2 separate regions of the Oryctolagus cuniculus genome follow, and region 1 is linked to region 2. A link is a contact called in public Micro-C data. All regions are on one chromosome and are shown on one strand. Each heading gives the region's core, a stretch centred on a gene start, on an enhancer-like site or on the middle of the called end of the contact. The rest is flanking DNA. Distances are from core to core; before and after follow the strand shown. Region 1 holds the start of STAM2 (signal transducing adaptor molecule 2). Region 2 holds the start of FMNL2 (formin like 2).

Region 1 (4,105 bases), core at 549-3,048, 140 kb before region 2:
GGACCCGCCTCCGAGAAATGCATCGTTAGGCAACCATGTCACCGTACAAACACCACAGTCTGTGCTTACACAAACTAAGACAACAACGACATCACTAGGACACACAACCTTGTAAGAGCCCCTCATCATGTACGTGGTCCCTCATTGAACAAAACATCTTATGTGTCACATGACTGTAGGTAAAAAAGATAACACTCTGTAAAGAAACATTTCAGGAGACATCTCAAGTCAACTAATGAGTTGCTTTGTTATTAACTATTTCACATTAAAAAGTGTTAAGACATGAAAATGCAACATGTCAAATTTTTCTTGCCTGATACAGGTTTAAGGCCAATGTAAGCTCGTTAGCCTTTCATTCCACTTTCTCTAATTCCATCCACTTGTAGAATTAGCTTTTTATCCTTAAGTTGCCTTTGGATACTGAATCCAGTCACACATGAGCTGACAAGCAAGCGCCTGAAGCTTTGGATGACGGCACTGTCCACGAGATCATCTATGAACAACAGTACTTTTCATCTCAACAGTGGTAACTCTCTTACCGAAGTGATGCTAAAGTGTGACCCACTAAATCCTGCAGGGGCTCAGGAGCCACTAAGGGGAAGCTCTGGAACAGTGCAGGGGGCAGAACAACGCAGTCTACTTTTACCAGACAAGTTTTCAAGCAGAAAATGCGAGATGTTCTAGCCTTTTCTGAGATGCCAGAGTTTTCCTTTTCATCTCCCAAGACAGGACGTGTCGCATCTGCGCGATCGAAGGTAAGGGACGGCACCTGTACAACCGTACGTGAATTCTGAATGTAGGACGGCACCTGTACAACCGTCCATGAATTCTGAATGTGTGCCATCAGCGCTTGCACGCGCGTGTACGTGAGCTCTCCCCATTCGACACGGGGCAGCCGACCTCTCCAGCGCCGAGCTGCCCTAGACAGTATGGTATCCACAGCCGCCGCCTCTTCCAAGGCAGGAGGGCTCATCAACAGGCTCCAAGAGGGGCAGAAAGTTCGCGACAACTCCCTAAGTATGCAATCAGTCCAGACTCCAACTCCAGCTCGGCCGTATTCCCGGCGCCCGGCGAGGGGCACCGCCCTTTAGGGATCTCCAACCTACGCAGGCAGGAAGTACTCCCTAGACCCCCTGCGACGCGCCGAGATCGCCCCCAAAACATTCCGTCGCAGAGGCGGCGGCACCGCCCCTTCCCAGTCCGCAGTCAGAGTCGCCGCCGCCCACTTTCCGGCTGCACCTACAGCCGCCCAGGACCCGGCGCAGCACTCACCCACGTCCTGCTCGAAGGGGTTGGCGGTGAACAGTGGCATCTCGCCGGCGTCCGGGTCCGCGTCCCTGCGGTCTGGCTGGGTCTCAGCAGCTCCTCCCCGCCGGCTGACCCGGGACCGCGGCTTCCTAGACGACTCCGCTCCGGACGCCCGCCCCGTTCTTCCGCCCGCGGGCCGGCTTGACGCCTGCCTGCCTGACGGGCTGCCAGCGGGCGCTCCGCCCCCGACTCCGCTTTTGGGACGACGTCCCGCCGGCATCGGGCATCCTCTCAGCGCCCCTGTCGCAGCCGCCCACCTAGAGGAGGCAGCAGTCCTGGTCCCAGGCCTTCGCAGGGCTCAGGCGTTTGGCGCGGCCACCTTTCCGTGGCGAGGACCTCGGCAAGCCACGGAGCCGGGACCTTCGGAAACGGAAGTTGCTGATGAGAAACGCAGGAGGTCCGGAAGCTGCAATGCGACCGGCGGCGCGGCAGGGGGCGCGGCGGGCCCGGGTTTTTCGTGGGGCGGGCGGAGTTGGGGGCGCGGATCGTAACTGCCCGGTTCTTCTTGCTGATGGAGTTCTAGGGCTGCAGGTCTGGTCGCCGGCGGCCGCTGAGCGCCCGTGGCTGCGTTCGCGTCACAGTGCGGTAGCCCTGGAAACGGAGCCGCTGGCGGCGCGGTGGCTTTGCGAGTCTGCCCGAGGCCTGGCTTAGCTCTGCTCGCCCACCTCTAGGGCGCTGCGCCCCAAATCCCCCGAGAACAGCCGCCCATGGGAAGCGGTGGTCGCGGCGCTTAGGGCTCTGCAGGGACTCGTACCTTTCGCCTCCCGCCGCCTCCTCGCCGTAAAAGCAGTGCTCACTCCGGGAATCCGAAGGCGGATGAGGCAAACCCCCTACTCTTCACAGGGGCAGTGCCTATGTACGAGGTCGTAGGCGACCGTGTGGGACTAGTAATTAGCAAACAGATGGCCGTCGCATCCGGCCCGGCACTGGAATGTCAGCACCCCTTGGACTCACACCTTCCCTGCCCCTCGTCGCCCTCCGTCATGGTTTTCCCGAGGACATAATTGCCTCCTAGGTTGTCTGTCTCCCCTCATGAGACAACGAACTTGTGTTTATCTCACAGGTTGGCCTCTTTATCCACTATGCCACAGCCCCAGCCCCTTGACTTCACTTTTGTCCTAATGTTTCCTCTCTCTCACAGTGACTATTAATTGGACTAATAGCTAGCATGTTAGCTATTCAATTAAGGAAAAATTTTATAAGGAAAAAGATTTTATCTTATTTTCACCTGTTCTTTTACTGCTTTTCGTTTTGAAGATGTAGATCCACATTTCGGCCCTATGTCGTGTTCCTTCTCCCTGAGCACTTCTGTTCACATTTATTGTAAGATAATTCCACTGTCGCCAGATTCCTTCGAATTTCGTGTGCCAGAGAAAGCCTGTTTCTTCGTTACTTTTAAAGGTTAATTTCAATAGATAGAGAATTCTAGATTGGTGGTTTTTTTTTTTTCATTGTACACTTTAAATAGTTCACTTTTTCTCTTCGTGCCTCCATGGTTTCTGAACCCACTTGTAGTTCTTATCCTTACTCCCCTGTAGGTAGTAAGGTGTTTTCCCCATCTCGGGCTTCTTTCAGATTTTCTCTTTGCCTTTGATCTTCTGTATATTGATTGGGATGTACTTATGTATAGAGTTTTTTGGAATTCGTACTGTTCGGCGTTGTATCTGTCGTTGGATCTGTAGTATCATTAATTTTGGGAAATTCACAGTCGTTGCTTCAGATATTTCTTTTGTTCTTTTTCTTTTGATATTTCCATTATGCTTTTTGTAATTCTCCCTCGGTTCTTACATACTCCATTATTTTAAATTCTTTTTTCTTTTCTTTGCATTTTAGATTTTCAGATTCAGATTCTTTGGCCCTGTAGTTTCTGCTGAGGAGCCCATTAGGGCATTCTTCATTTCTGCTGCAGTGTTTTGTATTTACAGTATTTTCTTTGGATTCTTTCTTATTTCTATTTCTCTGTTTATATTATTAATTTTTCCATTTTTCCATTTGAGCCCCTAACACATAAATCAACGTCATGGTGTGATAATTCTAACATTCTTGCTGTATCTGAGTCTAGTTCTGTTGCTTGCTCTGCCTCTTCAAACCGTTTTTGTCTTTCAGTATGCCTTGTAGTGTTTTACTGAGAGTTGGACGAGATACATTGGAATTAAACAGTCATTTACTGTGAGGTTTTACCTATATCCACCCAGGGCTCAGGCTGTGTTCACCATTCCCTGTAGCTGTAGGTATCAGAGACCAGAATTTTCTCTCTGATTTCCTTGTTTGTATCTCCTCTGTTGTCTTTGGGTGGTCTTCCCCCCTTCCCCTCCTCCTCCTCCTCCTCCTCCTAGATTTATTCATTGGTTTGAAAGTCAGAGTTACAGACAAGGAGAGACAGAGAGAGAGAGGTCTTCTATCTGCTCGTACACTCCCCAAATTACCCCAACAGCCAGAGCTGGGCCAGGTTGAAGCCAGGAGTCGGGAGCTTTATCCAAATCGCCTATGTGGGTGCAGGGGCCCAAGCACTTTGGGCCATCTTCTACTGATTTTCCCAGGCCAATAGCAGCTGGATCACAAGAGGACCCACATGGGATGCCACGTTGCAGGCAGCAGCTTTACCCATTATGCCTTAACACCAGCTCCTACAATACAGCTTCTTTGCAATGATAGGTGTGTTTACATTTTTGTTTTATATTTGCACTCTTCAGATGGCTGCTAGCCGTATGTGACACTCGATCACCTGAAATGTTGCTAGTTGCATCCGGAAAAGCAGTGAAAGATGGTTCAAATGCTTGAGCGCATGAACCCACAT
Region 2 (4,238 bases), core at 1,032-3,531:
AAGTTCTAGACTTCTATGGGGTGTTTATTTCTGCTCTTAATAATGGTCATAAATAATATCCAAATATTAGAGATTGTAGACCTACAAATAGCTGAAAAGTTCTTTTGGTTCCTGGATTTGCACACTTTGTCCTTGGCCTTTGTCAAATATGAGATTATGAGACAGACTAGATGTGATAAGAATTAAGGGGAGGAAAAGGTCTTGGTTACTGGCAGAATTATGGCCTGAGGGAGCCATAAATGGAATAAAAAGGCTTTCTCAACTACAAGAAAGAATTCCAGCCTTTCCATCCAGTGCGGCAACCCTCTTGGGTGGGCTGGTTTTGTGAGTCAGCGAGACCCAAGTATCTGTCCAGAGATTACAAATAAACTAAATGCATTTTTGGGTCAGAAATGTCTTACCTGATCTGACCTTTCTCATTCGCATTAGCCTTGTTTTTCTCTTAGATCAGCAATACACTTGCCACTAACTTTAATAGTCTAACTATTGATTCTTTTCATTAGGAATTTTCAAGTTGAATTCATTTATAATCTTCTCTCTTTAAAAAGACAAGAAGTGTTTCATTTAATAGAACACACACACAATGTATTAGTGTGTATTTGCTCCATACAGTTTTGGTACAAGTTGTACATTAATTCAACCAATAGTCACTGAGTATCTGTTATGCTCCAAGTATCTTGGGGTTTATAAAGCCGAATGAAATGTGGTCCTTGTTCATTGAATCTTGGTGTTTTACCTTTCCAGGTGTACTTGCTTTTTAACAAGAGGTCGATAACCCTAGCTGTGTATCATCAGTACCTGGGGAGCTTGTTAAACATACACCTGCCCAGGTTTCAGCTCTTAGAAAGATTCTGATAAGAGGCAGAACCCAAGGTGTGTGTGGCTTTCACAAAAAAACTCCCCAGGTAAATCTGGTGCACGACCAGGACTAAGAAGCACCATTTTACACTAAGAAGGGACCAACTACAGGAACACAGCCACGAGGCAAACGGGGTGGGGGTGGGGTGCCTTTGAAATGTACAGCATGAGCAGTGAGCTAAAGTCGCTTCTAAGGCTGTTTCTCTCTACCTCCAAGGTTTTGGAATGGATAGTTACCGTCTGAAACACAACCCGGATGGCAGAGTCAAGCCCAGCCTTTTAGCACAACAAGCAAAACTGCGGCATAGGACTAAGAACTGCAGCCTAAGCTCATCCCCAAAGCACCCCCCCGCCCAACACGCTGTCATCATGTCCAACTCACACGAAACACGGTCATTTGTGAACATTTTTTGATTGGAAAGTAATTCAGGCCAGAGGCAACCCCTCCACCCACCCCCCCATTTTTTTTTTTTTTTTTCTCTAACCAAAGGAACACAGTAACTCAGGAGTGGAAGGTATTTGGCAGGTGCTTGTTTGGAAGTGAATTGAATCCAACTCTTAGAGCGTGACCATACACCAGTATGCTATATTTACACAAGGTTTCAGGTACATCAAAGAACACATACCACGTACATGGAAGAAGGAACAAGGCAAGCAGCCCCGGGCCCACCCCCTCCCAGCTTGTGAATAGGACACTGGCGGTACTTCAGGGGCCAGAACCCATACAGTGATTCACTGACCAGCTTCCTTCATTCATTCATTTGTGAAACGCGCCTAGGACTCAGAGGCCAGGCAGAGGAGGCAGTTCCTTCCGTCGGTGGGCTGAAAGGAATCTAAGGCTGGGCTCTCGTGCGCGCACCTTGCCCTGGCGGCTGGCGGTCCAGCTCCGCGGGCCTTCCCGGGCGGGCGTGGCTTCTGCGCGCGGACACTGGCGGCAGGAACTACGCGTCCCGGCAGTCCGCGGGGCGGTGGGCGGAGCGGGGCCGGGGGCGGGGGCCGCGAGGGGGCATTGTGTCGGCGAGCGCCGAGCTGCGTTTGTCTGCTCCAGGTGCTCGCCGAGCGAGCGCTGCGGACGCCGGTCCGGGGCTGCGAGTGTCAGCGGCGGCGGCGGCGGCCCCGGCGGGAGGCGGAGGAACGGCACCGCGCGCCTGCTGGTCGCGATCGCTGGCAGGGGCCGGTGTGCCGGGGGCGCACCATGCAGAGGGGCGCTCGGCGCCCTGACGACCCCTCGCGAGGAAGAGAGGCCGGGGCCGCGTTGGGGCGGCGGAGAGCATGAGGGAGGCCGGCGGGCTGCTGAGCTCCGGGCGCTGCTAGGGAGCGGCGTGCGCTGCACACTCGCCGGGGCGCGGCGGAGGGCGGGGAGCGGATCGCCGGGAGCTGTTCTGATTTCCGACGCGCACGCGAGGGGCCGGTAGCGACCCCGGCCCCCGCGCCGGCCGACATGGGCAACGCGGGGAGCATGGATTCGCAGCAGACCGATTTCAGGGCGCACAACGTGCCTTTGAAGCTGCCGATGCCCGAGCCAGGGGAACTGGAGGAGCGATTTGCCATCGTGCTGGTGAGTGTGAGGCGGCCGGGCGTGGGGCCCCGACCTGCGGCGCGGCGGACCCCCGGCCCCTCCCCTTCTGCGCCCCGCGCGACCTCCTGTCCCCTGGGGAGGCGCCCACCCTCCCCATTGTGGCCGCCCTCACCTCGCCTCTCCTCTTTTCCCCCGAAGTCCCCCGCGCCCAGCCAGCCTCCAGGTCCTGGGATGGGGGCCCCGGGCTGACTGCCCCGCCGGCCCCGAACCCATTGTCTGGCGGGAGAGGCACCTCGCGGCGCGTGTGCCCGGGAGGTGCGGCGTGGGCGTGAAGGGAAGGTGGCGCGGGCCGGGTGGAGGCGGCTGCAAGCCGCTAAGGTTTTTTTGTTTGTTTAAAAAAGAAAAAAAAAAAATCGCGAGCCCCTTTCCTCAGGCGCCCAGCCCAGGGCCTTCAGGGTCCCGGGCAGATGGGCGCAGGTGGCCGGCCGAAGACGCCGCGCGGGGCGGGGAGCGGACGCGAACTTGGAGGGCGGATGTCGCGGCTTGGGCGAGGGGGAGCTTCCCCCAAAAGAGAGAGAGGAGACCGGCAGCTGTTGGCTGCCCTGGTCCCTCAGCGAGGAGGGGGCTCCGAAACCCAGGCGGGAGAGAAGGGCCCTGGGCGGGGCAGAACCTCAGCGTCTTCTCCTTGGTCTTAAATCTTAAACCACAAAAATGTGCAGTTTTGCGGGGACGTGTTGCGAGCTGTCCTGACTGCTCGGGCGACCCCTCCCCCTGCACACCCAGACAAATCCCCCGCTGCCTCCCGCGGTCCCTCTCCCTCAGCACCTCGCATCCTACGCTCTGAAGACCTCTGTCTTTGCCCCTTTCCTGCTGGGACTGTTTGTGGGCCCCTCCCAGCCCGAGCCTGGCGAGCTGCAGAGGGTGTGGCGCTTCGCCCTAGTCCCAGCCAGGGGCTGTACTGCGTTTGGTCCCAAGAATTCTAGTTCCAGTGTCCCAATCTCTTAAGGGAGGTTGGGAGGGCAGCGGGCAAGATGGGTCCCATTCCTATTCCTCAAACTCGGACATCTCTCTCTGCCTGGCTGGTTATCCTTACAACCCGCCCGGAGAGAGAGAGAGAGAAACTTGGGATGGAGGCAGTCGGCGATTGTGATTGTGATTGCCTGCGGGGCTTTTTGGCTTGTACCCTAACTACTTTGGGAAAGGACTGGAGTGCTAGGTCAGAAATCGGTCGTCCGAGGTCTGAACTCTGAGCGTTTGGATGGCCTTGGAAAGGGACTGGTCTGCTCTGGGCGTACTATTCTGGAGGGCAGGTTAGCTTTGTGCTCTTGGGGAGAATGGAGGCCACCTGGAAATTGTGCGGCTGTCGGGGAGACAGAGGAGGTTGCCTGTCTTGCTTTGCATTTTCTGTGATCTCCCCCAGCTGCTCACCCTGTGCAAGATGGGACACTCTGAAATGAAACAGCTTAGGCTTAATTGCTTCTCAAGGCAGCCTGGGTGCATACTTGACCGGTTTTTGCAAAGACAAACGTTTCTCTTCAAAATGCTCCTCGTACCAGACCTATGGCTCTGGGTTTTCTGTTTTCCCGTCCATGTGTGTTGTCTGTGTCTGAATATTTGTGGTGGAGGAGCCAGGGACCCAGGGAAACCAGTGCAGCAGCCATAATAATAACAATAATGCAATTAAGTTCTGCTCAACTGGGATAGCAGTTTTTTTTGCATGAGCGTTCAGTTACCCTGCTGATTAATAACACATGGGATGGATGAATCTTCAGAAAAATAATGTCTCCTCATTAACATGGTGGGTTTGTGTTGCTATGAAGTCTGGCAGTCGCTAATTTAGGATGTAGACGTTTATGGTTGA

What was found. A called contact is a pair of places that touch in the nucleus more often than the background predicts.
Region 1: a Micro-C map of ear pinna shows a contact between it and region 2, with 3 times the contacts expected there. The contact joins the promoter of STAM2 here to the promoter of FMNL2 in region 2. A contact is called at or near these places in 2 of 6 Hi-C or Micro-C datasets (ear pinna and an unstated tissue).

What each region holds. Positions count from the first base shown.
Region 1 is chr3:89,703,872-89,707,976 of mOryCun1.1, reverse strand. STAM2 (signal transducing adaptor molecule 2) reads right to left here and starts at 1,798. Exons shown (of 14, transcript XM_051848619.2): 1 at 1,273-1,798. The coding sequence starts at 1,528.
Region 2 is chr3:89,559,599-89,563,836 of mOryCun1.1, reverse strand. FMNL2 (formin like 2) reads left to right here and starts at 2,281. Exons shown (of 25, transcript XM_051849554.2): 1 at 2,281-2,416. The coding sequence starts at 2,300.